2 separate regions of the Zea mays genome follow, and region 1 is linked to region 2. Evidence: chromatin contacts called from public Hi-C data. All regions are on one chromosome and are shown on one strand. The core of a region is the stretch at or near the end of the contact, and the rest is flanking DNA. Distances in the headings are between cores, read along the strand shown.

Evidence for each region. A called contact is a pair of places that touch in the nucleus more often than the background predicts.
Region 1: a Hi-C map of ear shows a contact between it and region 2, with 2.6 times the contacts expected there. The contact joins the promoter of LOC100276626 here to the enhancer-like site in region 2. A contact is called at or near these places in 2 of 25 Hi-C or Micro-C datasets (ear and tassel).

The regions. Positions count from the first base shown.
Region 1 is chr6:149,489,255-149,492,605 of Zm-B73-REFERENCE-NAM-5.0, reverse strand. LOC100276626 (DUF538 family protein) reads left to right here and starts at 1,908. Exons shown (of 1, transcript NM_001150370.2): 1 at 1,908-2,856. The coding sequence starts at 2,001. The coding sequence ends at 2,522.
Region 2 is chr6:149,304,000-149,307,239 of Zm-B73-REFERENCE-NAM-5.0, reverse strand. LOC103630226 (UDP-glucuronic acid decarboxylase 2) reads right to left here. Exons shown (of 6, transcript XM_008651297.3): 2 at 2,559-2,706; 3 at 1,576-1,655; 4 at 1,398-1,481; 5 at 1,222-1,296; 6 at 432-1,063. The coding sequence ends at 743. Among protein-coding and RNA genes, the nearest start is that of LOC103630226, 3.2 kb to the right of the region's middle. Within about 2 kb of position 1,884, at least 18 of the 20 cell types and tissues checked have an H3K27ac peak or open chromatin away from gene starts, as enhancers often do. A contact at or near this core is called in ear and tassel, where this site is marked.

The sequences.
Region 1 (3,351 bases), core at 659-3,158, 190 kb before region 2:
TTTAGGTGAGGAAGCGACAAATTTTTGTTGCTTTTGCTCCAAGGTGGCACCAAATGAAGAAAAACAAGACTGAAGTGCGGGAGGACTTGGTCCTCCACATAGGATCTTGTGCTTAAAACTTATCGGGAGGAGTTTGTGCCTCCCTTGGTTTGTATAATATTACTACTCTGCACTCACTTATAGTTCTGGTATGTAATAAGTACCTTAATCTTACTTTCTTAATAAATGTAAGTTTATGTAATTGCTTCCGCATTTCTTTACCTCCGATGTTCTGTAATGTCTGCAAGACGGGTGAGACGTTCCTGGTGAGGTAAGGAAAGATACCGAGCTTGTCAAGTGACTTAGGAACATCTGCAGGGTGTCTGATGTCGGTTAGACAAGGACAACTGTAGGTGGGCCTAATTACTTGGGAGGTTCCGTCACACCAGCTGGGTGCCAAAATCTCTCCGGCTGCCACGACGGCATGTACTTAGGGCACTAGCTCTCCCCGCTAGACACGTAGCACTCTGCTACACCCCATTGTACACCTGGATCCTCTCCTTACGCCTATAAAAGGAAGGACCAGGGCCCTCTTAGAGGAGGTTGGCCGCGCGGGGACGAGGACGAGACAAGCGCTCGCTTGGAAGCCGCTCGCTCCCTCACCCGCGTGGACGCTTGTAACCCCCTACTGCAAGCGCACCCGACCTGGGCGCGGGACGAACACGAAGGCCGCGGGATTCCCACCTCTCTCACGCCGGTCTCCGGCCGCCTCGCTTCTCCCCCCTTCGCGCTCGCCCTCGCGCTCGATCCATCTGGGCTGGGGCACGCGGCGACACTCACTCGTCGGCCCAAGGGACCCCCGGTCTCGAAACGCCGACATATACCTATTAGTTTAGTTTCGGAGAAAAAACTTGTAGGAAGTCAAGTATTTACTTGACTTAGGTTATCAGTCGTCACTTGTCAAGTAGTGATGGGCAGACGTTATGGCGAGTGAGAGGGCATAGACCCCAGTCAAATTTATGGTTCATGTGGACTTCCTATCTTAACTACTGTAGCTATAAAAGGCTATTAGTTAGGGGGTGTTTAGTTTCTAGGGACTAATGTTTAGTCCCTTCATTTTGTTCCATTTTAGTATATAAATTGACAAATATAGAAACTAAAATAGAGTTTTAGTTTCTATATTTGATAATTTTGTAACTAAAGTGAAATAAAATGTAGGGGCTAAAAATTAGTCCCTAGAAACCAAACGCCCCTTAGTAAGCCTCAATTTAGTCCTTCACTCAGTAGTAGTTGGGCCCACTCGAATTTTGAGCTAGTCTGTCCCTAGTGATGGGTGTCAGCGGGAGGATTCCTGTGTGTGAGGAACAACTCTTCGGGGCTCATACTCACCGCACGTCTCAACAAACACGACATAAACACTAGCTGCTGACCTGCTGTGTCGTATGCTGTGAAGCCAAGCAGCAGTCGCCCTCGCTCTCTCATTGCCTTCTTTTATTCAATGGGTTAATGGTTGCACGTACGTAGTACTTGATTTGAATTCATGTTTACGCACAATGATTCTTTTGGCAATAACCTTGTCTAAAATAGGAGCAAAAAAATCTAAAATAGGGCTATAATAAGTATGTAGTCTATTACTACGGAGAATCAAATCTAAGTTCATGTGGAGATGATTAGTGAGTCTAGTTTAACTAGAAGATGTGGTTGAGTATCTATGTTTTAACCACCTAGTTTCTGACTTCTCGTCAACTCAAATTTAGATCAAGATACATATCTTGTCTCAGTAAAAAAAAACACCTGGTTTTTTATAGGTTTTGGTGTTATTTTTTTTAGTGTCGTGCGATTGCTATTGTTAAATGACCCTTGAATTAAAAGGTTTAATCAAATACCATTTTTCATAAAATCCCACCGAGCACCAGCGTACCTCCTTCACAGCGCACCATAAAATCTAATCCGTCTCCTTCCTCTTGTTCACCAAAGCAAACCGAAGCCGCACTCTACCGCGCTCCTCCCGAACCACAGCTATGCTCGCCCACCGCCTCCTCCTCCTCCTCGCCGTCGCCGCGGCGAGCGGCACCGCCTTCGCTAAGCCGACGGCGTACGAAGCCCTCGCTGACTACGACTTCCCGCCGGGGATCCTCCCCAAGGGCGTGGTCGCCTACACGCTCGACAACGCCACGGGCGCCTTCACGGCCACGCTCGACGCCTCCGCGTCCGGCAGCGGGTCCTCCGTCTGCGAGTTCTCCATCCAGGGCTCCTACTCGCTCCGCTACCAGACCAAGATCACCGGAAAGATCGCCCCCGACCACCTCACCGACCTCGAGGGCGTCTCCGTCAAGGTCCTCTTCTTCTGGCTCAACATCGTCGAGGTCACCCGGCGCGGCGACAACCTCGAGTTCTCCGTCGGCATCGTCTCCGCGGACTTCGGGATTGAAAACTTCCTCGAGTGCCCCACCTGTGGCTGCGGGTTCGACTGCAACAACCTGCTCATGCTGCAGAAGCCCGGCGCCGCCACCGCCAAGCTGCGCCTGCGGGGTGCCTTCTAGAACTCCACTTCTGCAGATTTGGTGACTGCTGCTGTAAGCTGCCTCGACTAGTAGTGCTGTATGTCTAGTAGATGTGGGTTAATAAAGAGGGCAAACTTGAAAGATCCCAGCTTTTAGATGTGGGATGGGGTAACCAAGTTCAGGACTCGATGTCATGTTTCACCAATTGTTTCAGACAGTTCTAGGAACAGTCAGAGAAGCAATTAAGACCTTTCAAATATTTTAATTTATACGTCTCTATGGAAATTGTCTTATTTCCATTGAGATGTTTGCCCCTCATGTGAATTAGTTTGTGAAGTGGTGATAGTTGAATCCCATGGATATGGATGGTTGCTTAAATGCTTGTTTTGGTTGTTAGTTCAAGACTTCATTAGTTTTTTCGTTTCCATTAAGACAAAATATTTATTCTCACACAGTTGGGAGAAGCTTAAATCAGTAATAGAGTAACTTTTTACATTATCAGAGCAGCAGTATGTTTCTTTCTGTGATTTCACTTCAGAAGTAATCAGATTTTAAGAAGTGAGCTAACCTTTTCTCCTTAAAAATAGTAGAATTGCAACAATATTTAAGTTATTGATTTTTTATTTCTTTCTAGTTGGAAAATATTGATGACAAATGAAAGTATAATGTGTTAATTTGCTGTGGTTGAATTGACCATTATGGATGATGTGCTTTAACTGTCTGTTATTTTAGTTGGTTTATTAAGACTTCTTTATTTGCCATTTCGAGAAGGAATTATAAATATGTCATTGTGCGTGTATGGAGAGAGAGGAAGGCTAATTTGGTAGAGATGGGCACACTACTGTTTTGTTCCAAAAAGAGTGGAATT
Region 2 (3,240 bases), core at 635-3,134:
AGCCGCGGCTGAAGACAGCCCAGGAGCTCCTCGGGACAAGCATGTATGTGGAAGCTAGCCCGCCAGAGGTATCCTGTTCTAATGCTAATAAATGAAGTAAAAACATGGGGATCTGGAGACGTGGATAATTTTACATTTAACCGCCCGTTGTTAATCACATTTTTAAATCTCCTCCCACTTTTCCACACGTTCCTTTGGATCAACATCATATGATTCAGATTAGAAATTTACACGGTTGCATGGAAGGGTTATTCAGATTAGAAATTTACACGGTTGCATGGAAGGGTTGGTTTGCACCAGATACGTTCTTGTTTCATCTTCACAACTGCTTGTTCGTTCGTTTCTTTGCTCAAGTCTAGTTTTTGAGAGCAGGATAGGCATCCTACGCCTAGCTTCAACAAAGAACTAGAACCATCAAAGAAGGGCATACATACATTTGCAAAATGACAGGATTTATACCATATATATGATGCTATGCTCTCAACAAAGAATTAGATCATCCGGGTTCATCTCCAACTGTTCAACTGAACTTTTTTTGTATAGCTAAGGACTGAGAGAACTGAGAAAGAAAAAATACAGGGGAAAAAAAGAATGGCATTACAGCATCAGCCGTGCCGAGGTATTCCAGTAACACATTCCCAACGAACTACGTGGCCCATAGCTTTTGTCAGTAAGGAGAGAGCAACCAAGCAGCTAGAAGCAGGGCCACCAAAAATTTCCATGTCATGTGCGCTCCTTCATCCTAACCTTGCTGGTTTCCGGTGGTGGTGGCAGCAGCGTCTTGGTCGCCGAAGATGCGCTTGCGGAAGTCGGAGACCATGAGGGGAAGGCCCTCACGCAGGGGGATCTTCGGCTCCCACCCGAGGAACTCCTTGGCGCGGCTGATGTCGGGCTTGCGCTTGTGCGGGTCGTCCTGGGTGTTCTTGCGGAACTCGATCCGTGCGTTGGGGTCGATGGTGTCCTGGACAACCTTGGCAAGCTCAAGCATGGTGAACTCGCCAGGGTTACCCAGGTTGAATGGCCCCACATGCTCGCCTTCCATCAGCTTCATCAGACCCTCAACCTGGGAGAAGACCCCAATCAGTACATTGAATGCAAAGAATAAAATTCCTAGTAATGAATACTTCAAGCATCCCACTGGCTAGGCCACTAGGCCACAGGAAAAGCCAAATCAAGGGTTTCTTTTTTTTTTCAATATATGTTGGCCAGAGATAGACCTACCAGATCAGAAACATATTGGAAACTCCTGGTTTGCTTTCCATCACCATAAACCGTCAAGGGCTCCTTCCTCAGTGCCTGCAACCATAATCGCACGTAATTTAATTTCTGTGATACAAGACCAATTGTCATATCTTTTGGGTTCTGTAGATAGAATAGACAGCACTGCGCATATTTACCTGAGCAACAAAGTTACTGACAACACGGCCATCGTCAATGCACATGCGAGGGCCATATGTATTGAAGATACGTGCGATCCTAACCTGAAACAGAAAGAAACCACCAAAATGAATATACTTGGTCGCAGATGAAATGGAATTCCATCCACTAAACCGACATTTTGGATCGTTGACTTACCTCAAGGTTGGCACCACGGTGGTAATCCATGGTCAACGTTTCAGCTGTACGCTTGCCCTCATCGTAACAGCTCCTGACACCTGTCATTGAGAAATCGTACCCATCAGTAAAACTCGCAAAGAGCAAGGCAAGAGCTTGCCTACTTTGTAAATAATCCAACGAGTATCCAACAGCCAACAAGTACTACGTGAATAACTCAACAAACTTCATTCATTATTTTAGGTGCAGTGGTTGGTGGGTGTTTGGTTAGGCATAACTGGTCAAGTATAGTTGTGTCCCCCCCCCTCTTGCTTTATTGAAAAGGAATCCACAAAGTGGCCCTCTTGGACCAAATTCCACCTACCAACATGGTCCCTTCCCACCAAAAAGAATCAAAGCATGCCAGAACCCACCAAGCTAAGATTCCATGGCCAGCATCTCAAGAGAGTAAGATTCCAAATGCCTTTCTGCATATTGCTTATACAAGGCCTCTTTCATGCAACAGTAAGCTTCAAGTCTGGACCAGCACTATTTTCTGAAAAGGGCTCATTCCTGCTTTCTACAGCTCGGGGTAAAAAAAATATAAGCACAGATTTGACAACGTAGACCCGTCCTCTTTGCAACAGTACATTGTCCACCAGCTTGCATTTCCCTCCCTCCCCCTTGCTCTCCTTTTTGTGGTTTTGCTCATCCAAAATCATGTCACTAAAAGACTATGGCTGCAGGGTAACATATTTAGGACAACCCCTCAGTGGTCTATGCTCGCTCCAAAGGTCATACAAAAGCATGACAAAGAAAGAATGAGCATGAGAGATCATTTATTTGGGGCTGACAGTTCCCTGCTAAAAGGAGGATCCGGCTATGTCTTTGACATATGCATGACCTAACTAACAATTAGCTAACCTCATCACGCTAGATCTAAGAAAAATGAATGATTAATTGTCACTGCAAGAAATTAATTTCAAGAGATCAACAAAGAGAGTGTAAACGAGAAGAGCTAGTACCGATGGGATTGACATTGCCCCAGTAAGTCTCCACCTGCGGGTGCTGGAGAGGATCACCATAGACCTCACTGGTACTGGTGAGGAGGAACCTGGCGTTGATCCTCTTTGCTAATCCGAGCATGTTCAGAGTCCCAACCACATTGGTCTTGTGCTATCACAAAGGTTAAGGCTAACACGAACCATCTCAAGAAAGCAAAACGAGCAGAAACTAAATGAATCAGCCAGACACCCTTTTTCACTTTGTTACATTGCTACTCCACATTCAGTTGCAAAACAAGTAAAGCATAAGGAAATTTCGTGAAGTGAACAGTAAGCGAAGTTGCTTAGAAAGCGGAAAAGGCAAAGGCCACTTGGACGTCAACTTTTGTGTTGTTGAAAATTGAAATGCGCCCTTTATGTCAGAAGTAAGCAAAGTACATAACTAACCCAGATCCATGCGCACCGTGCGCTTACTTTTTGCTTTCATTAACGGATCATGAAGCAAAGTAAAACGGTACGGAGCAATTGAGTTCAGATCACAGCTATAGCTTTCGCTAGTACGTTTTTCCTGTTTCAAATGCACGGGAAAATGCAGCAAGCATTCAGAAGCATAAAAAACAGTTTTTTTAAGAAAAACACACACACACATAAATTATTTCGACAGAAAAAATGATGTGATGATTTGAGATCTTCAATTGCATCT